Regions from separate parts of the Mus musculus genome. Here all the other regions are linked to region 4. Evidence: chromatin contacts called from public HiChIP or PLAC-seq data. All regions are on one chromosome and are shown on one strand. The core of a region is the stretch at or near the end of the contact, and the rest is flanking DNA. Distances in the headings are between cores, read along the strand shown.

What was found. HiChIP or PLAC-seq counts read pairs in DNA pulled down with a chosen protein or histone mark.
Region 1: an H3K4me3 HiChIP or PLAC-seq map of embryonic basal ganglia shows a contact between it and region 4, with 6 times the contacts expected there. The contact joins two enhancer-like sites. A contact is called at or near these places in 1 of 484 Hi-C or Micro-C datasets (nephron progenitors), 1 of 115 datasets of contacts at active chromatin or transcription factors (embryonic basal ganglia) and 1 of 9 other capture datasets (embryonic stem cells).
Region 2: a contact with region 4 is called in an H3K4me3 HiChIP or PLAC-seq map of embryonic basal ganglia, with 6 times the contacts expected there. The contact joins two enhancer-like sites. A contact is called at or near these places in 3 of 484 Hi-C or Micro-C datasets (olfactory sensory neurons, uterus and ventral hippocampal neurons), 1 of 115 datasets of contacts at active chromatin or transcription factors (embryonic basal ganglia) and 1 of 9 other capture datasets (embryonic stem cells).
Region 3: an H3K4me3 HiChIP or PLAC-seq map of embryonic basal ganglia shows a contact between it and region 4, with 4 times the contacts expected there. The contact joins two enhancer-like sites. A contact is called at or near these places in 6 of 484 Hi-C or Micro-C datasets (the C10 cell line, cochlea, cumulus cells and 3 more), 1 of 115 datasets of contacts at active chromatin or transcription factors (embryonic basal ganglia) and 1 of 9 other capture datasets (embryonic stem cells).

Annotation. Positions count from the first base shown.
Region 1 is chr2:38,684,246-38,690,868 of GRCm38.p6, forward strand. It overlaps the pseudogene Adgrd2-ps. Among named protein-coding and RNA genes, the nearest start is that of Gm36744, 16 kb to the left of the region's middle. Within about 2 kb of position 4,811, at least 76 of the 459 cell types and tissues checked have an H3K27ac peak or open chromatin away from gene starts, as enhancers often do. A contact at or near this core is called in embryonic basal ganglia, where this site is marked.
Region 2 is chr2:38,580,641-38,586,867 of GRCm38.p6, forward strand. It overlaps Nek6 (NIMA (never in mitosis gene a)-related expressed kinase 6), which reads left to right. Exons shown (of 10, transcript NM_021606.3): 9 at 1,743-1,856; 10 at 4,640-6,227. The coding sequence ends at 4,750. Among named protein-coding and RNA genes, the nearest start is that of Gm35808, 50 kb to the left of the region's middle. Within about 2 kb of position 4,276, at least 33 of the 459 cell types and tissues checked have an H3K27ac peak or open chromatin away from gene starts, as enhancers often do. A contact at or near this core is called in embryonic basal ganglia, where this site is marked.
Region 3 is chr2:38,393,853-38,399,739 of GRCm38.p6, forward strand. No RefSeq gene overlaps it. Among named protein-coding and RNA genes, the nearest start is that of Gm13584, 28 kb to the left of the region's middle. Within about 2 kb of position 1,574, at least 19 of the 459 cell types and tissues checked have an H3K27ac peak or open chromatin away from gene starts, as enhancers often do. A contact at or near this core is called in embryonic basal ganglia, where this site is marked.
Region 4 is chr2:37,828,215-37,834,404 of GRCm38.p6, forward strand. All of the region lies in intron 19 of Dennd1a (DENN/MADD domain containing 1A), which reads right to left. Among named protein-coding and RNA genes, the nearest start is that of Crb2, 55 kb to the left of the region's middle. Within about 2 kb of position 1,912, at least 24 of the 459 cell types and tissues checked have an H3K27ac peak or open chromatin away from gene starts, as enhancers often do. A contact at or near this core is called in embryonic basal ganglia, where this site is marked.

The sequences.
Region 1 (6,623 bases), core at 3,561-6,060, 860 kb after region 4:
GGAGTAGATGCCAAGACAGTGAGGGTCCCAAGGAGTGGTTCCTGTCACTGCTATCCTGACCCTTTTGTCCACACCAGCTCGCCCTATCCCCACCCTCTCAGAGCCAAAAAAAAGCCCACAACTCAGGGCAAGGCTGAATAAAGGCTTACTCCCCAAATCAGGGGCAAGCTCTGTTTAGGGCCCTGTGTCCTCAGAGCAATAAGCCTCCCTCAGAGAGGAGGGTTGAGTCAGTAAGGCCTGCTTCTGATGCCTGTGTGACTGATTGTTCTGGCCCAGCTCACAGTTAAATCTCAAAGCAAACTCACAGAGAAATGGGCCTTGTGCAGTTGTTTTCCCAAGGCCTCAAAACAGGCAGAAATAAGATGGGTCCTATATTCAGTTTCTAAGGGTAGTCAGCTTTGACTGTGGGCAAGTCCTGGCACAATCTTCAGGAGGGTAGTCGTGACGACTGCTCTTCCGTTCATGTCACAGCCGGTAGTTACCTACCGTGATGTGAGGTGCTAGGATACAGCAGAAGAAAAGACACGTCGAAGATGACATTCTGGAAGCAGAGGCCAACCATCATCCAGATAAAGGGTGGCACAGTCGTGAGGGGGCAAGGCAGGGATGGGAGAAGTCCTGGTTCACGTTGTCCTTAACCCTGGACCTGGGAGACTTGTCTATTCTCTGCTAAGTTAGACAAGTCTCTCTCTCTCTCTCTCTCTCTCTCTCTCTCTCTCTCTCTCTCTCTCTCTCTCTCTCTCTCTCTGTGTGTGTGTGTGTGTGTGTGTTTTGTGTGTGATGGGGGTGCTTAGTAGTTGAAGTACTTGTCATGCAAGGACAAGGACCTAAATTCTGATCCCTAGCACATAAAAGAAGTTGAGTGCTGCAGTGTATGCCTATGACCCCAGCTCTAGAGAGGTGGAGATAGGATCCCTGGACCGTACTAGCCAGCCAGACTACCTGAATGAGTGACTTGCAAGTCCAGTGAGACATCCTGTCTCAAAAGATAAAGTGGATAGGAGTTGAGGTTGAGACCTAACAGCGACTTGTGACCGCCACACGCGTGCATATACATGTGCTCACACATGTGCAGAAATACATGTACACACCACACAGATGTGCACATGGGGTGGGGGCAAGAAGAAAGGGGTTTGCTGTGGGAGAAGAAGGCCTCAGCAACCCCTGGCAATGATAAGGAGTAAGCATGGTCCCCAGTACCCTGTTAGCCTAAACAGCAGAACACTGGGACCCGTGTCCTTTCCTGACAGAGTTCCCCCGTACTCAGAGGCTCTATCCCAGCTCTCCCTGTGTGTCTACGTGACCCTGATGAGGTTTCTCTAGCTCAAAACAGGACACTGAAGGTGACAGAAGCTCGTTGTCATGGTGATTATGTCAGCTTGCTGGCAGTACCCCCTCCATGACCAGGAATGTTCTCCAGGCCTGCTGGGGGAGGGAGCGTAGAGGTGCAACCAGTAGAACACCCTAGGCTCCACATCTTCCCCCCCCCCACCTGTGGCTTCTTTTGTTTCTGAACTTTCTCTGATTCCTTCTGTCTCTCAGGCTATCACTGTCTTCTCTGTTGATATTTCTTCCTAGCACTGCCCCTGGGCTCTTTTCCATCTTCTAAGCTCTCTCCTGTCCCAGTCTGTGGCTCCTTCTCTGGCCTGCCCCTGGTTCCTGTGGGTGTGGTGCTGTCAGGCAGGTCCCTGATTCATTCTAGGCTGTGTCCTTGGGCGCCTGGATGCCTGTGACCATCCCCAGGCCTGGCTTTTCTTTTTTCCTCTCCTTTCCATCACACCACCTGTATCTGTATCTCTTTCCACTATACCCGAAGCCCTGACCTTCTGTCTTGGGCATAAACTAGACAGGATATACCCCAGCACAGTAACGAGATCTAGAGAGACCAGAACAGATCCAGCCTCACTTGTTATTCAGGAATGATTTTTATTTCTTCTGACCCACACTATGTCTGGTTCTATGGAAGGAAAGCAATGCCTTACCTCTGTAGCGAGGTAGCTCACATCTACCTTGGTAGACCTGCCTAATGGGGATTGAAGTCTGTGCCTCAAGGAATCTTCTGGTGATCCAATGAAATAACCTTTACAAAGGGCTGTGCGCAATGCTTGCACACCAAAGCTCTGTGAATGGGGACTCCTTTGTTTGTTCATTCATGTGTTCGTTCATTCATGCTTTACAGATCCTCCCAACCCCCAGGCCAGTTGCTGGGTCACACCCCAAAGAACATAGTACATGGGACCAAAGTGCCCACCTCATACAACCTATCCATAGTGTGGTACCACAGAGGCTGAGAGGGCAAAGGACAGCCAAAGCAGCATGGGAATAGAGAGAATTCTTATGTGGAAGGGCTGATTCTCAGCCAAGGTGTGAAAGCTGTATGCAAAGGGGTGTCATTGTGAGAGGCAGGACAATGTGAGGGCTGGTAAGAGATGGGTCAGGAGGGGACATGGGACCGGACTGTTCTGACTCCAAAGTTGCTATAGGAGACCCCAGTTTTATTGTAGGGAGTGTGAGGCATGGGTGATGTCAAGCTTGGGGTGGTGGGGTCCAGAAAGATGCCTTTGTTTGCTGGTGTGCAGTATGAAAAGGAGACTCATGGAGAAGGCAATGCTGAGGTGCAGAAGGGACAGGCTGGCTCTGGGTTTAGTGTTAGGATGTCAATCCATTATGCCTGGAGACCAGAGGCCCAAAGGCTGGAAGACCTAGGAGTCCAATGCCCTCTGCTCTTGGCCTTGGGCTTGAACAGAAAGCTGCCTTTTATGCTGTCACATGGTGTCTGAGTAAGTTCCAGGCTCTAGTTCTAGGCTCAGTTCAAGTCTGACCTTTTGGACAGCACTATCTTGGGACCAAATACAGCACTATCTTGGTACTTTGTGAGTGCCAAGGCCCTGCTGGTCCCGACACATGTGGAGAGGAGTCAGCTCTGCCCTAGCCCTGAATGCTGAGCCCTTCACACTCAATCTCTGAAGGAAATAAGAGACTTTATGGGCCGCAGAGTAAAGGGCTAGCGGGAGGGCAAGGCAGGCTTTGAGTCCTTCTGCCTCTTGACGTCCCTCAGTGTATCTACTGAATGTGGTCCTGGGCTCTTGATCCAAGGAAAGTGGGAGGTCAGACCACAGAGCAGGTGGGTGTTCCTTCTTAGTGATACGAGGCCTGTCCACAGGGCCCATACATCTTCCTTGTCTACGCTGCTTACAATGGAGAGGTGAGTATGGTGAGCATACTGTGGGGGGAAAAAAACCAAGGGAGGGTAGACTGGGGTCCCTACTCCTACTTCTCACAGAGTCAAGGGTGGACCCACCTGTTGGGCTCTAGGGAAGGTCAAGGCCTGACCTGTGCTCCCCCACAGGTGCAGAACACACTACGGAGGATGACAGAGAAGAAGGCAGCCGAGGTGCTCAGGGCAGAGCAGGTGCACCTGGCCAAGGGTGAGGGGGCCCTGGGGCCAGATGGACAGGGCCAAGCACAACACCTCTTCTTTCAGACACTCTCTGGCCCTTGTGACCTACAGGCTTCATGTCCCTGGGTCATGGCCCAGGAGAATGCCCGAGTCTGGGATTCTCAGAGAAGATCTGTTGCTCTGAGAGGTACAATCTCTATCTCCATGCCTAGTGTTTCCTGCTGCCTTGATTTCTCCATCACTCAGCCAGAGCTAGGAGAACAGCAGCAGACTCTATAAGCCTACTAGAAAGACAAAGAAACTGAGACCTTGGAGAACAGTTGGGTGACCAACCAGAGGTGGGGTCTACTTAGAACTCCTGTCTAGGGTTCCTAGCCCAGGGTAGGGGGGTAAGGAGAGGAAGTGTGCCTGAGCCCCTGATACGAGAGCTGGGTGGGCCTCAATTTCCTCACCACTAATCTGAGAGTAAAGTTCTGAGCAGATTTTTAGGGTGTCTGATAGTGGGGGTCCAATGTCTTAGCCTGTGCACAGTTCACCAAATATTTCCCCCTTTTAGGGACCCATAGACCCAGGATTCCCTCAGCCTTCTCTTCCATTACAGAACCCAGAAGACCCATAAGGCTAGATAGAACAAGGGACCAGCTAGTGTAATGGCAGGGTTGGGGACACAGCAAAGGCTAGGACAAGGTTGGTGAGCACTGACTGCAGGGACCTTGTCCTCTGCACTGGAAAGCTAGAGCTGTAGGCTGACAGACCTAAAAGCCAAGGCCTCTTGGGAAGGGCCAGGAGCTCCCAGGGGACAGGGGACAGGAAAAGGGACCTATCTTTCCTGTTCTCTTTTTTAGGCTGTGGAGCTGACAGTGTTTAAGACTTCAGGTACTTCTCTTCCTGGGCAGACTCCCTCATCCCTCCACTCCCACACTGCTCCAAGATGAAAATAATTTGAGACTCAACCATACAAGAACCAATCTTAGATCAGCGCTGCCTAGTCTCAAACTATACCCATGGCTGGCTGAAAGAGAGGCCTGTTTTTGGAACTCTTGCTGGGATTAGGCTCAGTGCCCAACCCCAGGCCGGTGCTGATTCTGGTCCACCAGTCAGGGGAGGCTGCTTTCCTCGAAGTGTGCAGAGGAGGCCAAGCATCCAGAGGAGCTGCGACTAAGGCAGCCAGTGGCGTAGCAGGAACCAGGCTTACCTGTACAGATGCGGCATCTGAGATGTAGCAATAGTCATAGGGGTGTGATCCACAGACCAAGGTTTGTGGCAGGCAGCCTTGAATGTTCAGCTTCTGGTCCGCTAAAAGGGGCCGAAGCGCCCCCTGCAGGCAGATCAGGGGCGCAGGGCTAGGCAAGATCAGAGCGCGCAGCTGCCCCTCACCCGACAGGCCCAACCCCCCCCTCCACCCCGCCCCCACCCGCAAGCACAACCGTCTGCGAGAACAAGAGCCACTGCAGCGCCTCTGTGCCTTTGTCTCTGCTGAATGGGTGCGTTGCTAGGGCTGCTCGTAGCAACGAAGCCGCTTCCACTTCGGCCCCACTTTCCCGACCCCTACTCTGCCCGACGATCCCTGCTTCTTGCCCCCAGCTCCTCCCAACCACGCACTCAGGCAACCTGGGCAAAGGTTCCGGCGAGGGGTGGCTGCTGGCCATGCGTCCTTTCCGAAAGCTCTGGGGACAGTAGGTGCATGCAGGTGCTCTGACTGTAGAGAAACTGTCTCAGGGAGACCATGAGGGGCAGGCAGGCTGGGGTGGCAGAGTTTTCCCCCAAGTCTCTGTTCCCAGACCCTCCCTAATCTTGGCCATCCCTGCCAGCTCTGCCCAAAGAGAGCCCTTGCACTTTCCTACAGGGGTCTAAAAGGCACGTATGTGCAGGGTTTTCCTCCCAGCCTTTCAGGAGCTCAGTGGCCAGAAGACCTCAGCTCATCAACGGAAACCCAGACTGAAATGTACAGCAGGCAGCTCCACGTGAGAGAAAAGCAGCTCTGGACCAGACCGGCTGGTCCTTCTGTTTGTCTTAGTTCCTTCCACTTTCCAGAGGCGCCCATCAGTGCCTGATAATAAACCAGGTGTTGAAGCTTTCTGCCTATGCCACCCCCAACACACACACACACACACACACACACACACACACACACACACACACACACACACACGGAGAGGTTGTCTTCCTGGCCAGGAAGGGGTAGATGGACAGGGCCGTCTGAGAGGAGCGGGAGCAGAGAAGCTGTCAGTTTGACTTTGGGATTCTGCCTTGCCACTAGGCTTGCTAGTTTTTGTTAGCACTTAAAAAAAAATTGTCTTGTGTGTGTGCATGTGCTGGGATGTGGAGGTCAGGGAACAGCTTACATGACTCAATTCTCCCCTTTCACCATGTAGGCTCTGGGCATAAAGTTTAAGTCATCCGGGTTTGTGGCAAGTGCTTTTAGTCCCTGAGTCATCTCTTCTGCCCAGCAGTCAGCCTATTCAGCAGTGGCAGTGTCCCTGGCCTGAGGCTATAGATCCCCACTCTGCTGGGAGATTGACTTAGTCCTAACTGTGTAGGCACAGGCCTGGGGCTTCCCTGCTGCCAGTCTAAGCTCATGAGCAGCAGGTGTGGGCACCTGGGCACTGATTTCTGGAGGTGTGAGGCATGGCTGCTCACAGGTAGCTGGGCTTCACTCAGGAGTGAGGGATTGGTTGTCTCACTGAGGAGGAACCGGCATGGAAGTCAACTGAAAACAGGCCAGGGCACTACCTCACCGTGCAGCCACCAGTCGGATCCCCAACACCATCCAGCCTGCCTCCTTTGGGGCTACAGAGCTGGGTCAGGGTGTGCACAGGACAAGTGAGACAAAAGGGCAGGGTGAGTGAGGAACCCCCAAGAGCCAGAGAGGCACAGACAGTCCCTGGGCTTTGGTGGCTTCCTCCCTGAACCCTATGTGGGTTGCAACTGGGACACAATTCCTGGAGAGCATTGGCTCACCTATGCAAGTCCAGGTCTCCAGGCATTTGTTTCTGGGGACCTACGATGTGGAAGAACTTGAAGCCCTCCCTGTCTGTCATTTGCAGAATGGGGGATAACAGGCTCTCTCTCAGAAGACCTTATGATACAGTCCTATGCTAGTTTGGGGCACAGCAACTACCCTGCACCCAGTAAATACGCAGAGAAGGTCAGCTATGACCTGAGACATGTAGGGCTGTAGGCAGAGGAAGCTGTGTTCAAGGCATTGAAGGCTCTGCCTGGG
Region 2 (6,227 bases), core at 3,026-5,525, 750 kb after region 4:
AAGCTCCGGTAGCAGGGACGACTCACTGCTAACCCTGTGCACAGCAGCTCTCTGGGATGATGAGGGGAAGGTGCTGGAGAGAAAGAATAGACGATGGATCACCCCTTGCCCCATTTTTCTGAGACATTTAGAGTTAGTTGTAAAGGGCCGCATTTGTGAAGACCCAACAGATTGGCCTGCTGCGGGTCAGTCAGTCCCTCTCCCAGGTCACACATACCCATCAGCAGAGCCAACATTAGCAGACTGACATTCAACACTCTGTCTATCCATAAGCCACCTCCAGAGTACTCATCTGGATCCTCCGGCTGGGATAGAGGGCCACCTAGGAGCCTGAGCTGTTCCCTATTGTGGTAGCAAATGTCCTTTTGAAGTTGCCCAGGAATTGCTGGCACCAAGGCTCTTGTTTTAATTTTTGGAGGTACGTCACCCATGTCTGCCATTTTGCAGGCTCCATGGCAAAACCAGCTCCTCAGTGTGGGTGGGGCCTCAGTGTGGGTGGGGCCTCTGTATACTTTCCAATAGGTTACTGCAGTCTTATTATGAAGTGGGGTGCAGCCTGGCACCTCAGTAGGTAGAGTCAAACACTCAGACTAGGGGTGTGGGGCATAAATACCCAGTTGCCCTTCACTAGCAGGAAGGATTGGCTGTCATATGTCAGGATGCATCAGTGAGCACGAGTCACAGGAAACACTTGAATCTTACTATGGATCTATCAGCATCTGGGGCCCTCTGGTGCTATGCTGGGCTATGTCCATCCTCCTGCAGACCTTCTCTGAGGCTTTCCCCAAGTGCCTTGAACACTGAGAGGGTAATCTGGGTACTTTAGGGAGACCTTGGATGAAAAAATAGTAGGACCACTGTTCCCAACACTCCTGTCCCTCACCAGTGCCCATCAGCCTGCCTCTCTTCAAGGTGCCCAGGGTGGTGTCTGAACCTTGCCACACCCTGTAGGCTGGAGCCTCTAACGTAACAGTGCCAGACAGCCAACTGTAGGGCCCAGCTTCTCTCCACCCTGGCACTTTATCATTCAGGCAGACAAGTTCCCAAGAATAGTATTCCAGCTGTTCTTTAGAGAAGTTGGTGAGAGCCAGGTATGGTAGCACTTGCCTATAATCCAAGCACTCAAGAGTCTGTGGCAAGAGGATAACAGAAATCCAAGCCGGCTTGAGCTACATTATTAGTTACAGGGTAGCCTGGGATACAAAGTAAGAGCCTCAAAGACATAAAGATGGGCTGGAGGAGCTCAGTTGGAAAGTGTGTGCCTGTGTGCATAAGGACTCGAGTTAGAATTCCCAGAGTCCTGAAACAGCCATGTGGTACAAATGTGTACTAGGGGAGGTGGAGGCAGGCTCATCCCTGAGGTTCACTGGCAGCCAGCTTAGCCCACCTACTTGACAAGTTCCATGTCAATGAGAGACCCTATCTCAAAGGACAGTGTTCCTGAGGAATAATGCCAAGGCTAGCTGTCCCCTGAACCACACACACATGCACAAATATAAAAAGGAAGAGAGAGAGAGAGACAGAGACAGAGACAGAGATACTGACTGTCAGGCCCAGAGTCTGGTGAGCAGCCAGTTCTTGGGAAAGGGGCCCTGAGTGAGCTGGGGATGTGGGGATGTAGCCTAGGAAGAAGCCCACAGGACACTCACTGCAATGGGGAACTAACCAGTGGCTCTCTGGCTTCTGAAATCCTTTTAGACTTTTGAGGCTAATGTCTGAGTCTTTGTATTCCTTCATTGTAGATGGCAGCTCTCCAGAGCCCCTTCTATGGAGATAAGATGAATCTCTTCTCCCTCTGCCAAAAGATTGAGCAGTGTGACTACCCGCCTCTCCCGGGAGAGCACTACTCTGAGAAGGTGAGCAAGCTGGGGCTGGTCCTGGTGTACTTCCAGGAGGGGTGGTTCTCAAGTGCCTGAAGCTTGCGGGATGCAGCAGCACACAGATGTCCTAAGACGTATTGCCAGGCTAGTGGAACCGAGTACCAGGGAGGTCAGAGGTGGGCACCTTGGGCTCATTGGTTGGTTGGTCTGCTCTGTGTTAATAGGCCTGTAACTCTGGAATTTAGACTTTCATATTTTATGCTGGGTGCAGGGGCCCTGGACAGTTCCTGGCTGTGTGAAGCTCATCCACAGAACCATTATTTTTTTTTTTTTTTAATTAGGTATTTAGCTCATTTACATTTCCAATGCTATACCAAAAGTCCCCCTTACCCACCCACCCCCACTCCCCTACCCACCCACTCCCCCCCTTTGGCCCTGGCGTTCCCCTGTACCGGGGCACACAAAGTCTGCGTGTCCAATGGGCCTCTCTTTCCAGTGATGGCCGACTAGGCCATCTTTTGATACATATGCAGCTAGAGTCAAGAGCTCAGGGGTACTGGTTAGTTCATAATGTTGTTCCCCCTATAGGGTTGAAGATCCCTTTAGCTCCTTGGGTACTTTCTCTAGCTCCTCCAAGAACCATTATTTTTTAAATGGGCTAAATTATATCTCCCTCATGAATAAACTATGAAGGGTAGGTGACAGGTCTCATGGCACAGTAGTGGTACAGGGTACAGGCATATGATAGATCAATATACTTCCTTCACTGCCTTGAGACTCAGTTTCCTCATCTCTAACATGGGGACAAAAGTAGAATCTCCTGTCCAAGTTTAAGATAAAGGATTAATGCATGTGACATGTTTAATAATAGAGCCCGGCCACCATCTACCACCACCATCAAAAGTAGCAATTGTAAGTAACACAGCTCCATGTAAATGTTTGCTAAACATCATCTGTGATGTCTTGTTGACAGTGGATGCTAAAGGTGAGAGTCTAAGGTCTTCCTGGGCCACTGTGCAGGACCCTAGGCCACTGAGTCATAATTCACTAAGGCACCAGCTCTCAGCCTGTGGGTCTCAACCCCTGGGGTGTGGGGGGGGCACGGCGGGTGTCAAATGACCATTTCACAGGGATCACATATCAGATATCCTGCATATCAGATATTTAGAGTTCAGAACAATATTAAAATTTCAATTATGAAGTAGCAATAAAATAGTTTTATGCTTGGGGTCACCACATAAAGAACTCTGTATTAAAGGGTTGTAGCATTAGGAAGGCTGAGAACCACTGCACCAAGGAAGTCCATCATCCAGATGAGGAGAGGCTTACAAGCAGTACCTGTGGGTGGGGACAAAGCCTAGGCAGAACCATGCAGGCTCCAAGCCAGCCTCCAGGCCCACTGGCCTCACCTGTGCAGACTGCCACCCCTGAGGTGGGGAGGTCATAGGGTAAAGAGAATTGTACATCACTCCTCTCTTCCCCCATCAGCTCCAGTGGCTTGAAGAGTTCTCAGTAGCCATTCTGGGAAAGAAAGTATCTGTGGTCTGGAGAACAAGCTGGCAGGAAAGAACAGGTTACATTCGTCACAAAGCTTGTTGCTGACTGGCTCGTTCCTTTCCTTGTTTAAACTAGAATCTCTGCACTACTAGAAGACATGTGACTTGGCTCTAATCAGTTCAGTGCTCCTGTGCCAGTCTGCCAATGGGCACCACCCACCCCACATCAGTTGCAAGGCAGCAATGAAGACCCCAGAGCCCTTAGCTTTATGTCCTAGGCAGCCATTCTAGCTCATTAGACATGCCCCTAGCAGGCAGCAGCTCCAGATCCTGCTACTGAGCACAGGGTCTGTTCCTAAACATACCCCACTTTTAAAGTTATTATCATGTTGTATTATTTTCTTATTTTTTGTTGTTTCTCTTTTTGACTGCTTCTAAGTGATCATGGGGTAGACTTCATCTTGACCTGGTTTTCAAATTTTAACGGGATGGGTCAGCCATGGTTCCCTTCCAGATCAGCTTCAGAAACCACTGTCTGTAGATGATCTCGGACTCCAGACATGCTGCACACACCATCTCCATCAGCTTATGGATTCCAGTGTTTTGCACAGCAGTAGGATCACAAAATGGGCCAGTTAAGGCAGCCCAGCTTTGGAAGTTCAGGATAGACACCCTGTTCTGAGGTGGATGCTGCAGCTCCAGGGCCTCTGGAACATGCCTGGGCCCTTCTCACCGGTCCAGGACTTCCCCCCTCTCTCCTTTTACTGGTGACCACAGCACCCTGGGCAGCAGGCACTCAGATGAAAAATGTTGCAGCCAGCCCAGTGTTGCACGTTTAAGACCCGGGCTTTTTAAGGTCATTATTTTAATTACCATTAAAATAACTAGCACTCCGGCTATCAGAACGAAAGGGATCAGAGGCTTAAGGCGCCCCTCCCCCACCCTGGCGGGCAAAGCCTTCAGTGTCTGGATAATTAAAAGCGTGTCTTTCATGAGCACAATGAAGAGGCCAGGGGGTGTGCAGACTGTAGCCTTGCTGCATGTTAATGCATTTATTATGATCAATAAGCCCTTTCCTTGAGTTTTCTCTGGTTTGGGCTTTTGTGTGACTGACAGCGGACATACATGTGCACAGTTGAAAACTGAAGATTATTTGAGGGTAAAATTCTCAGGGTCTCAAAGCATCGCCTTTGGAACTAGACAGGCATGCATACATGGGATCTGTGTGACCATGTAACTTATCCTGAAAAGCATTGTTCACTTGAAGGGACAACAGCACCATCTGAGGTGCACTTTAAGACTAACAGAATTCTTTCCTTGCAGCTTCGGGAACTGGTCAGTATGTGTATCTACCCTGACCCTGACCACCGACCTGACATTGTATATGTGCACCAGGTGGCTAGACAGATGCACGTCTGGACATCCAGCACCTGAACGCAACACACCTCATCAAAGCCAAGTCACTTGTCTTACTTGAGTCCTCTCCCCAAGTGGTACCTGGAAGCCCCCACAGCCAAGACTAGAGGACTCTCAGCTGGCTCCACCCAGCGGAAAACAGCTGGGCTATGGTCAGACTCCAAAGTCCTTTCTTTGAACTGTCGCAGACAATCTGAGCTGGGATGAGTGGGGAGGGGTTTGGCAGCCATGGAAACCCCTTGTACCTACTGAAATGTGAACCTCTGCCTGGTTGCTTCAGACCCGTCCAGGCCCACACGGTCAGGAGACTTGAAGGGAGCTGGGTGACTAGTGTGGGCCAGCCTTTGCAAATGGTTACCACCATTGGTTTAGTTCTTAGTACCTTTCCATACAATCAGGCTGTGTGCTTCATTTACTCTATTGTACAAGGATACGATGGAAATAATGGTTTAGAGTAGAGATTGCGCTAATATTTTTCTCTGCATTTTCTAATTTGATGAGTGACAGTAAAGAGCACCTAGCATCGGGCCTTTCGACATAAGTGGCATCTGGGAGATGGGAGGGTTCTCCTCTGTCTCCGCAGCCCTGCCCCGTCACATCACCACCGCTGGGATGCTATGGCTCACTCTAGGATCAGTGTGCAGACTTCGTCCATCCAGCAGGGAAACTCCAGAAGCTTTGCTCGCACACTGTTCTTGACAAGTTCGGGGTCTGGATCTTCCTAGTGACTTGTCAAAGTTTGTTGGCCTTTGTGTCCTTGCCTGCAAATGGGACATTATAATAAGGTGTCTGTCTTCCAGGTGGCTGACAGGATTTAAAACAAAAGTTGTTAGCCATGGCAGCCTAAGCTTGCTATCCCAGCACTTGAGAGGTAGAGGCAGGAGGATCAAGAATCCAAGGTTGCCCTGAGCAATACAGGAAGTTTGAGACAGGAACGGACTACATAAGACCCTGTCTCAAAAACAAAACAAACAAAACCCAAACCAATAGAGATGCAAATCAGCTAGCAGTGGCAGGTGATCCAAAAATACAGCCTGCCTGTCACCCCTTCAGAAAACTCAAGTCATGGACTATGCGAGTCAAGAATTAAAATACAACTGTATTATGTGCAGGAAAAGCAGAAATATGTTCATTTACTTTTTGTTCCTAATAGGATTAACTGTGAAGACTAACTTATAAATGTGAATTTAAGGAAATCTAAGTGCTGGAGGAAACAGTCTGAATTTTGTTCTTCTATTCCAGTGGGTCTCACTTTGTATATCAAGACCCCCTTTACAAACCTGTCTCCAAAGATATTTATATTACGATTCATAACCGTAGCAAAATTACAGTTATGAGGTAGCAAAGAAAATAATTTTATAGCTGGGAGTCACCACAACATAAGGAACTGTATTGAAGGGTCCCAGCATTGGGAAGGTTGAGAACCGCTGGTCTATGCAGTATTCAAGGAGCACCCACTTGGTGACAGGCCAGTGCTCCTGTCTTGTCAGGTGAT
Region 3 (5,887 bases), core at 324-2,823, 570 kb after region 4:
GACCTTCTACGAAAATCAAATGTACGGAAGGAATGCAGCTAACTCGGGAGATTTGGTTAAACACTGAGGTGAAAACAGCTTCACCAATAGGTGATTACTCATCTAATCCCATGGTTGGCCAGATCCACAGATAGATGATCAAGGTTGGGAGGTACTGGTGGGAGGACAGTCATTGGTACCTTGCTTCTGAAGGACATACTTTGCTCCTGGGTCTTCTCTCTGTCTCTCTGTACCTGGTGTCCAGGACGCAAGCAGCTTTCCCTCGCTCTGGCCCTTCTGCCATGGTGTTTGTCTGGTAGCAATTTCCTCCGAATTGAAACATTCCACCACCTACCACCCACCATCCACCCTGAGGGAGGAGGCAGGCTAGTCAGATTCAAGAAGCTGTAAATCAGCTGAAATTTATAAGACACACAGGCCCCTTCCCAATGTTGTAGTCACACTCCCTTTGAGTCCCAGGCTATGGGGAGGGAGCAGGGGCGTTCATAGCAATGTGCTATCCTCATGAAACAATGGAGCAAGTTACCCAACTGTAACTGAGCCAAGATAAATCCTTCCTCTCTCAAGGTATTTTCTGAGATATTTTGCCAAAGAGATTTGTCAAGTTAGCTGGGCTCACCTGAAGCATACTCAGACACCTACACTAGCCCACAGTTCGAAGCTATCTCACACGCAGCCTGTTATAGAAGGAGGTGCTCCCTGTCTCACCAACTTTACTGAATCCTGCACTGAATTTGATGGCAGATGTGCACTCTGGTGCCATGGCAGGGGACAGCCACCATAAAGGAGCCATCTGTGTCAGTAACCATTCTCACTGCTGAGGCTTCCTTTCTATTCAGCCCAGGACCCTGGTCCAAAGAATGGAGCCACCCGCATGGGTCTTCCCGCCTCCATCAAACCTTCTGAAAAATCCCTCAGAGACAGACACAGAAGTGTGTCTCCTAAGCAATTCCAAATCCAGTCTGCTGGCCATGAAGATGAACTATCACATCATCTGCACCTGCTTAGCGCCTGTTGTATACAAGACAGAGGATGTCCACGTGTTTAAGATGATGGAGCAGCTCCTACCCCAGCTTTGAGGCGATCTGCATGGCCTTGGGCCAACCTTCCCTCCATTTTGGGTCTAAGTTTCTCCATTGGTAGCAAGTTCTGTTCGACTTAAAGGTCTTGGTCATCACACTCTGCCCATGTGCTCTGTCAGAGACCTACTCTTTGGTCCCAGACAAGCCCCTGCCCTCTCTCAACTCTAGTTTGCTCATCTGTAAAATGGGAGGTAGGGACAGCTTTCCCCCCGACCTATGAGCATGTGCCTTGCTCCCCACCTCCCTGCCCAGCCCAGGTTCCACAGTCCCTCAGCGTACTTAGCTTCTTCCACGAGGCTCATCAGGATGCAACATACTTTAAATAGCATCTGCATGACTGGCTGGGGTTTTTTTTTTTTTTTTTTTTTTTTTTCTTCCCAGAGAAGCTTTCTACAAAGTGTGCCAAGTGGCAGCTGTCAGGGCCGAGGTGGCATTTCCCTCAGTGATGCTGACAGCAGCTGTCCCGGCGCAGGCTGAATGGAATGGAAATGACATCATGTTTATTCAGGAAAGACGTTCCCAGGCCCAGATCAGTGTCAGCAAGATTCTGGGATGCAAGGAACGAACACTCGCCCGAGACCATCAGTCAGCGGGGCTCCTCTCTTGTTGCACACACGATGCTTCAAGCCATAAACACCTCACACACCAACGTGAACCATGCATGCTCCACCCTTTTACATTCATTTCTTGGAGACTTCCACGTGTACGACACCCCTCACACACATACTAACATGAGCCCCACACCCCACACATACACATCACACATATACACACAGTTCAAGCCACACCCTCTCACATTCAACACTCAAGGACCTCCATATACACCACATCCCTTACACAAACACATATCAACACAAGCATACACACCATACACAGCAACACAGTACGCAACACATCTCTCCACACTCAACACCCTCAACACCCACCTACACTGCCTACCCCCCATCTCACACATATGCAGATACACACACATGAGTCATATATCTCACATAATACACCCATACACAAACACACAATATAAACCATATACTTCATACATGCACATCTGAAAGGTGCATACCACACCCTATATACTCAACACCCACAGACTTCCACATACACCATACCCCTGGTACAGACCAGAACAGACTTCACACCTCACATATGTATCCCTGATGCACACTCTACATATTTCTCACATAAACACATGCCATCATGACACCCCCCCCCCCTACACACACATACCCCATAAACATAAATCACCAGAGGCTACATTACCATGGTATTATGGTAATATGCCATAGGGTCACAGACACAGACACACCCAGGTGACATACACAGATTATTGAGACCACTCACATTCTGCATTCAGAACCATGCCACTACCACACTCAGATGGGGGTTCTGCACAGGATGGAGAGAAACTCCAGCCCTAAAGATATCAGCGCTCTCTCTCTCTCTCTCTCTTCTGAGAGATGCCTACTGAACTACCCTGTCAGTCTTGGCTTATGTGAAGATTGAATGGTAGAGGTGATACCCTGTGCGAGAATAGCTTGAGCTAAATCCAGACCCCATTGCTCCTGCCACCTTCTAGGTATATGGATTACCTGTACTGAGCCCCTCGGTTCCCATGTCATTCAAACAAGAAGTGTTAGATACCTAGTGGCTCCCATGGGCTGGCTAGGTGGCTTCTGCCATGCTTTGAGACCTGTGGGACTGCATGAGGTTGTCGGTGAGTATGCTGTGGGCTGGGCCTGGCTCAGCATGAACAGTCCTCTGGTTCCACAACACAGGCCTGGCTATAACATGGAACATTGTGGGGATGAAGCAACAGAAGCTGAAGATGACTTATGCCTTAGCTTCCTGTCTCCTGTTTGTCAGAGTAAGTCCTAGGGCCAGCCCATGTTGGACTTGCGGCTGGCAGACACTTTTTACGTATCACTATTCCATCCTGCTGTGGAGCCCCATGGAAACACCCAGTCTCTCCCTGTGATGTTACAGCTATTGAGACATTACAAAGAAGAAGGAGGAGGAGGAGGAGGAGGAGGAGGAGGAGGAGGAGGAGGAGGAGGAGGAGGAGAAAGTCTTCTCTCTGTGTCTCTCTGTGTATGTGTGTCTCTCTCTTGTCTGTCTCCCTCCTCTCCCCTCTCCCTTTTCCCTCTCCTCTCCTCTCTCTCTTACTCTTGTTCTCTCTCTCACTCTTGTTCATTCTCTCTCTCTCTCTCTCTCTCTCTCTCTCTCTCTCATGCTGGGACCTGAAGCCAGTCCAGCATTGGGCTTCTAGTTAGCTCTACTGTAACCAAGCTATTGGGTTTTGCTGTTTCTCCTCTGCCCAGCTCCTCAGCTTTGATTCCACAACGTACCCCCCCCCCCAAAAAAAAGTCAACATGCGGTTCCTGACCTTAGACAATGAACTCGTGGCTGCCATTTGTGGAGCACTACTGTGTGCCAGGCACCTTCCTCACTTATGTCATTGAAACTCTCCATTGACCCCTTGAGGTACAGTCTCATTCCCATGTGATGAAAGGAGGCTCCCTCAAGGTCAAGCCTGAGGTGGTAGCACTCCAGGCTCCACTATATCCGGTCTCCCTGGATCAATACACATTCCAAGATGGCTGTCTGGCCCCACCTCTGACTGCGGGGTGACAGGAGAGCCAGGCAAGGTCTGGCGCTTCCGGGTGTGGGCTCTGATCATCCTTCACCACTCTTCGTTTGCTGAGGACGGTACAGAAGCACAGGACCTGGAATCAGGCAGACCTGTGTTTGACTTCTAACAATGCTGGACTTCCTCAGGCAAATGACTGAAGGTCTCAGTTACTGGAGCTAAATGGGAGAGTGGTATACCGCACAGGCTTGCTGTGAGGGTTCAGTGCTGCATTGTAAGCACATGGTGATGTGGGGGTTCAAAAAGGAAGCAAGACTGGCAAAACTACCACCGTGGTGAAAACTAGGGCACGGGGATTCATTATGCTATCCTATTTTTGTGTATCTTAAGGTTTTTCATAATAATTTTTTTCCTGCTGCCTTTCATGACACGTAGCTATGATTATAAGCAGGGCCTGTTCTTGGGAGGCTGGGGTGAGTGGGTGTGAGCAAGGGGTGGGGCTTCTCCACAGCCGATGGTGTCCTCTTCAGCCTGGAGGAGCCGGGGTTCTCCTTTAAGACCTATGTAGCTCTAAAGGACAGGCAGCTGTTGGGAGAACTCACAGCTTGGTCCTGGCTCTGCTCTCTTCCTTAGGCCACGGTCCTCTCTGGTGATGTCACTGCTTCTCACCAGGCCGGGTCCTCCCTTCGCACTGGATCACAGTGAAGAGGTGACATGAAGGAAAGTGTCATGCTTTGTTTTAACTTCTGCCCAATTTTTCTCTTTCTTTTGATGAAAAAAAAAAATCCTTTTGAATTATTACCCGTTGGCCCTTGCTGGTTTGTTTTAAATCAGTTGTTTGTTTGTTTCATTTTGTTTGATATTTTGTATCTAAGGCTAGCCTAAAACTGACTGTGTAGAGGAGGATGACCTGGAATTCCTTATCTTCCTGACTCCATCTTCTAAGTAGTAGCATTACAGGCACCCATGTTCAAACCCCACTTTTGCATTTTTTTTTGTCATTGTTTTCTTTTAAAAACAAAACAAAAGCAAAAACAAGCAAACAAACAAACCCCAACGACATGTCATTCAGGATGGCCGGACACTTGCTATGCATCTTAGGCTAGTCTCAAGCTGCTGGTCCTCACGATTCAGTGTCCCCAGTGCTGGGTGACAGGTGTGTTCTACCACACCTGGCATGTGAGTTTTCCACGAAAATATGTCTATTCAAATTGTTTACCCAATCTTTGACTTTCCATTTTTGAGTGAAGCATTTTTAAAAATACATTTTGGAAACATACCCTTTGTGAAATATAAGATTACAAATACTTTCTTCCGTTTCATATCCTTAAAGTTTTAAATTTCAATTGTTACTAGTAATTACTATTTAAGTGTTCATGTTATGGGGAAGGGTGTGATACTCCAACAACGGCTGTGTCATCATCACATCAGGGGCTGGGACCTGTCTGTCTCCAACATGACTCCTCAGTCAGTAGCAGGTCACTGTGAACTGTAATTGCCCCAATGTGCCTGCCATAGAGGCTGAAACTTGAGCCTCTTGTCTGTGCTTTGTGATCTATTGTCTAACATCTCTCTACCTCCCCCACCTTCCCAGCACCAGGAATCACCACTCCTGACAGTGCCTCCACACATGAGGGAGAATATTTTGTCTTTCTGTATCTGACTTACTGACTTTCTTCATGTGACATAATATCTTCCGGTTCTGCACATTTGCTGCAAATGACAGAACATCTTTTTTTTTTTATATAGCTAATGATGTTTCATCACACCTACATGTTTTCTTTATTCACTTATCCATTGATGGCATCTAGACTGATTCTGGATCTTTGCCATTGTGAACAGAGCAATATTGAACACAGGTGTGCTGGCATCTCTCCGATCTGCTGGCACCAAAATCAGTAGCTGGGTGGCTGCATCACATGGTACTTCTATTTCTGTAGTACTGTCCATAGTGTCTGTACCAATGTCCTCATAGGTGTACAAATCGTTCTTCCCCTCACATCCCCACCAATTTTTTTTTCTTTGAGACAGGGTCTCATTATGTAGCCTTTGCTAGCCCCGGCTAGGTGGGAACTCGCTATATAGACCAGGCTGGCCTCAAACTCATAGAGATCTGCCCAACTCTGCCTTCTGAGTGTTGGTACTAAGGGCCTGTGTCACCACACCCAGGCAGCATTTTTTAATAATGGCTGTTCTTAACTGGGCTGGTATCTCATTGTTG
Region 4 (6,190 bases), core at 662-3,161:
AGACAGGCCTGCAGAAGAGGGTCACCATCTTAAGACAATTATTGGCTGCTTGTGGAGGGGGAGTTTTATGATGTCTACATTGGGATAGGGGGTGTTTAGGAATGCATATGAAATCCCTCCATCCTTAATGGATGACCATTCTAGGACTAACCCTTTAATGTCCTTATGAGGTAAAAGTCACATTTCACTGTGGAGAAAAAAACGGATGCAAAAGGATATGAAATGTTAGTTAGGAGGTGGGGTAGTCACTGAGGTCAAAGAAGACAAACCCAAGGACTGGGTATACCAAGCTTGGGGTATGCAAGGGAGAGGGAGAAGAAACAACTTTCCCTGGGAGGAACCTCTGACAGAAAAGGTGGGCATGACTAACAGGGCAGTTGCCTGTGAGAACTGGTCTCCAAGGATGGTCCTAAAGATGACCTCAATCATTTCTGTGCCATTCGTGATCTGCATCATTTCTCCTCTACAGACCCCATTGGCTCCACCGAAGAGGCTGAGGGGAAGCTGGATGGGGCCTGGGCTTCTCAGTTTGTCCTGGGAATGTGCTGGGAACAGAGCAGGCGTGAAAGAATTCACAATTATACTCTGTTGCTATTTAACGAGGGAAGAGTTCACCTGGTTAATTTTCCTGGCTAGTATTCACATCAATACTCTGACCTGTGTGTGAAGCAGACCCTGTTGGGAGGGGAAGACAAAGCTTTCTATGGCTTTACAAAGGGTCTCTGGGCCAGGAGCAAGGCTCTGCTACTCTTTGGGACTGGAAATCTGCTATTATGCAAGGTATGGAAATAAAAGAGGGCTTCTTTTGATATGCCTCCAAAGGGGAGTGTATTGAAGTGATATTTTTGTGGAGTGTTTCCTTTGAAATGCCCAACCAGCTCTCAGAGGCATGGCTCTCTTCTGTCCCCCAACTCCTGTCATTATTTCCAGTTCTCTTTACACAGCCATGACTGAGCTGATCCTGCTTGCTGGGGAGGATCAAATGCGTGTCTCTGCTTCAGAGTTTCAGCCAGGCCAGCTGGAGCATACCAGGCCCCGGTGATGTGTTCTGGACCTGAGTGGCTCAGCAGGACATGAGAAAGAAGTGGGGGATTCTTGGACCCAAAGCATTTGCAGAGGTAACAAGCTTTTGTGTGGTGGATAGTCTTGCAAAAATGCTGAACAGGAAGGACCCTGACCTCATGGCTGAGGATAAAGTGGCCATCTGCTTGCTGAGAGTTCACTCACACAACATGGTAGGAAGGGGCTCTCTGCAGAGGAGAAGTAGGGGGTTAGGAGCTCCCTTGAAGGGCTAGGGGTACCCAGAACATGCCAGGGGTGCTGAACAGCCTGGGATAAAGGCTCTGCCAGGGTCCTATTGTATAGGCAGGGAAACAGAAGTCTCTCATCTTCCCTCACAGCATAATGGAAGACAGACACCTGGCATGCACGTCAGCCTTTGCCTGTTTGTTGCCTACAGGGTGGTTTTCATATACCCACTGCTTGCTGTCTTGAGGTGCCACCTGTGCGAGGGATGAGAGGGCATCTGGGACTGAAGGTGGTCCTGAAGGATAGGTACAGCACTTGCAGAGAGGGTCTGGGCAAGTGGTCTCGAGAGGGCTCTCTGCCATACCCTGCCTTCCACGCGTGCGTGCTGTGCTGAAAGCCTCTCAGGCTGCTCTGAATAGCCCTGCACTCTTTCCAATGTTGACAGGAGTAGTATTTTGTAGTGGTGCTGGTTAATTTGTAGTGGCATTTGTGGTTTGAAGCCTTGTCAAGATTCCTGATTACTTCCCGTGCAAGGAGCTCCACTGACGGGGAAGTTCACATGCTGAACAAAAGCAGCCAAGCAGCTGGGAGGGAAGACTGCATGGTGGCTGGGTGACCCAGCCAGCTTGGGGGACAGTGGCAGGGGAGGGAGGAGGCCCAGGCGAGGGCCAGGGGGAGGGGAGCCCTTTGTTTTTAGTTGGTGCAGGTGCAGGGCCTGAATAGGTGGCATCCCATTGGCTGTTGGAGGTCGGGTACCAGATGCGGCTGGTGGCTGGGCAGGGGCAGGGGGCTCTGCTGACTGTACTATTCTTCACCCAAACAGAAGCAGGAGGCAGGTGCCTTTCTGCTCCCTCCACTTGATGGCCATCTGGGACACCATCGAGGGTGCCTGGGTGACATTGTCCAGGAGTCTCACTGGTGGTGAGGTGAGAGGAAAGACCTCCAGATGTTCCTCGATACCAGGAGGGGCTGCTGGCTCTTGGCACATGCTGTGCACCAGGTCCATGCTAGGTGCTAAGCAGATAACTGGTCTCGAGAATGCTACAGAGAAGGCAACCTTGCTTAAAAAGGCAGAAACGATAAGGCAATGAGGCTCAGTGACTCATCTAGACCAAGCTTCACAGCTAACAGGTGGCACAGACACAATTCAAGCCCAGGTATGCCCACGAGTGCACACACTTTCCATGATACACAACACACACAGAGCAGTGGAAGGCAGATGGTGACATACGCTCTGTGAGCCCAGGGCACAGCTTTCCCAACCCCCATGATGTTGCTCCCTGACATCCTGGAGCTCTATGTACCGTGAAGTCTCCTCAACCCCACGGGAAGGCCTGTCTGAAAAGCTGCCTGCATTTCTCTAGGTCTGTGCCCTGCTTGGTGAGAGTTTGTTCAGTATATTAAGGGCCAGAGCCAGCTCAGCAAAAGCAAGACTCATTTATCATCTCTGGAATAGTGTCCACTCCAAACAGTACAGCAATAGGAAATAAAAACAAAAGCTTCCACCTAATTTTGCATTGGTACAGATAAGAAAACTCCATAATCTCTCACTTCCCAGCCCAAGAGAACTGATCAAATCCCTGTGCTCACAGCAGCCAGGAACACTACAGAGACGCTAAGGCTAGAGGCACTATTACCCAGTCATGAAGCCACCCAAGGGGTGGAGCCAGGACATAAGTTATTGTTCACATTAAAGAATCATGTTCCCTGTGTATATCTTAAGCAAAAGTAAAGTCTCAGGATTGTATGGGAATAAAACTTGTTTGAAAAATTGGAAAAAAAAAATACCCCTATGCTCAGCAAGCTGTCAGGACCCAGGCCTTATCCCCATGGCCTCACCTCTTAGCCCATATCACAGTGGCTCACGTTTGCCATCCTTCAGAGCAGCTGCTCTATCTCGCATGTGCCTATGTCCTCAACATACACTGGTCCTACATCAGCCCTCACTCACCCACCTGATGGAATATTGCTACCCTCAGAGCTGCTCTCCCTGAGTGCTCTCCATTCTTCCCACCCCTAAGAGCAGTACATCTTGCTTCTCTTCCCTAAGAGAGGCAGTCTTCGGTGGTGGTGGGGTTAGGGGTTCACATAGCAACTTCTGGTTTCTGGTATAGACCTGCCTATGGTAACAACAGTACAAATGTCCACCCATGAATGAGGCCTTAACCAAGCACCTGCATCAACAGGTTATTCTCATCACTTGGGTTATTTGTCTTTAGTACTAGTAACATTCCTGGCTTGCTTCTAATCAGGAACTCCCCGCTCTCCCTTTCTGAGACAGAGTTTCTCTGTGTGTATTACTGGCTGTCAGGGAAATCTGTAGACCAGGCTGGCCTCAAACTCAGAGATCCAGCTGCCTATACCTCTTGAGTGTTGGGATTAAAGGCATGAGCCATCACTGTCAAGCCAGGAACGACCTTAACCTAGAGGTATCTTAACTTATCAGGCTGAGCTCTAGGGCTATTTCCCAGAGCAAGAACCTTTCTCTTTCTTTCTTTTCTATTCCTTTAGTGGAATGCAGGTATGGAAGCATTAGGAAGCTTAGATATGAAATATCCCAAAATTTCCCCAGTGTGTCTGTTAAAGAAAGAGTTGGGTTTGTTAGACAGGGGAGTGGATCTTTTTTTTTTTTTCCCCCAATGTCTAGGAACAAATGGATGGAGAACTTGTTTTAAAATTCCTGGACCCTGGAATACATTCCTATCTGTGTCAGAGTCTACCATCCAGAGCCTCAGCAGAGTTTAAAATCCCAGCTAATAGGTTAACAACTGTTTTTCTTCAGCTTCAAATGAAGAATATCAGAAGGCTGGGGGAATATGCAGCTTTCCAATTTGTACGGACTGCACACAGCTCCCTGCAATGTGTGTTTGACAGGACTGACATTTTGTACCGCTGTGAGATGGGAAAACGTGTGACATTTTTATTCATGGTGGCGTACGCCCTTGTAATGATCAGCTCTGGTCGGTGTGCTTACCGCAGCAGCCCCGAGCCCTTGGAGAACAAACAGGAGCCCAAGGTGCCAGCAGTTCCACTGCCTTATTAAACACTGCCAGGATCCTAACGAAGACCAACTGCTGGAAAATCTCACTGTCAAATCCTCAAGGACACTGTCAGCGCACAGCTAACTGCATATATTTTTCATTTAAAATACTGAGATCCAGCATTGTGCCATTACAACCAAGGGGAGGGGTGCCCACTCCAGCCATTCTGTCAGCTACTTCTCCTGAGCTCCAGATGTTGGAGCCAGATGCCCAGTGGGATTCAGAGCTCAGAGAGGGGTGGAAGAGATGGACACAGACTCTGTGAAAACCCAGCCCTACTTTCATAGTGGGGGGCTGAAGTTATAGGGTTCCCAGAAGAGTCACTTAGGAAGTCTACTCACTAGCAAGCCAAAGTGAATCTGCATAATTAGAAAATCCTTTTGGCCCAGCCAGCCATCTTCCTGGAGGTGCAACCCATTACATCCTGCAACTTGGTGCTAATCAGCCTTCTGCTCGGCAGCAGACCTCAAGACATCTGCAGGAACACGTGGCCACAGTAGGTGTCACACCTTGGCAGAGAGTCTGTGTGTCAGGGTACCCACCTGTGATCTCACCAGTTGCCTCAAACCAGAGGCCTCAAGGTCACCAGGCAGGAGGACTCTCCCTCCCTTCTAGTGGTCATTTCTAATGCTGATGCATGCTGATGGATGGAAGCCAGTCACCTGGCAGCTCCTTGCAGACCCTACAACTATTAAACTAGGCGATTTGGTTACGGCTGCACACTAATATATTGATGCATTTATTTTGTAAATATGCATTATTTATACAGTGCCTCTATATCCATACTCCAGCCTGTATGCACCAAGATTTATTTATAGGATTCTTGGTGTAAAAGGCTTAACAAGCTGCCCTGTGTGGTACCTATGGGTTTGCAAAAATGGCCGTGGCTGGCTTGAAACGACCCATGTTCTCTACCCAGCATGGAATGGGCTTACATTTTTAAAGTCATATCTATAAGTTGGTTTAGCATAGCATCCTGGGATGGTGAATAGCTGACCATCTTGGGGGGGGGGGGATCACAGCAGCCTGGGATGGAAGGAGGAAACCATGAGAAGTTGAATAAAAAGGCACCTGACAGGGAGAACAAACAGGGCAGTAAGGACAGAAGGGCTGCACCCATTTCACTGAAGGAAGCACTGGAGCTCTCAGCTGGCCTGGGCCGTGAGTGCAGTCTCTCTCTCCCAGGTTATGCTGCAAACCTCAGCCGAGTATGTTGAGGAGACACAGCTAGTGTCTAACTTTGTGTCACTCTGCCTCAAAGTCCAATAGCTCCTGTGGAGGGCACTTAGCTGACTGAGAGCTCTGCTCTGTCTGTGGTCTCCATCATGGGATAAGCACCCTTGGTTGAGTTCCCCAAGCTCCTGAAGTATTAGTGATGCCATTAGTGGTCTTTCTAACTTACCTATTCTGTCCCAGTAATTCAGGACCCCGTTGTCAGTCTCTTGAGCACAACCTGTTCCTGGCTCTAAGTCACTCATGGAGTGTAATTTAAGCTCCCCCAAGGCTTGGTTACTGCACAGGTCTTACTTGCTGGCCTCTGGCTCTATTCAACCCATGGTGAGTGTTATGAGGAGCCTCTCTAGATCCAGTTGGAATGCTCTCTCTTCTGAGATGACTGCTCTGTCCTCTACTTCCAGCTCTTGTGCTCACTGTGACCAGTATATTTGTGTCCATTAACTTTTCCACTTTGTGGACTGCTTCTCCCAGCCACTGGGCCATGAAGGCAGAAAACATCTCATTTTCTGTGACCCAGGGGCCTCTGCATCTGCCATGCCTCAAACATGTCAGATGAGAGAAGGGGTGAGTTCATGAAGCCCTGAAAAGATTAGTGTTGTGTTGGCAGAAAGACCAAGGCCTCAGATTGTCTGTTCCTAAGATGGGAGTGATGTACAGAAGGTTGG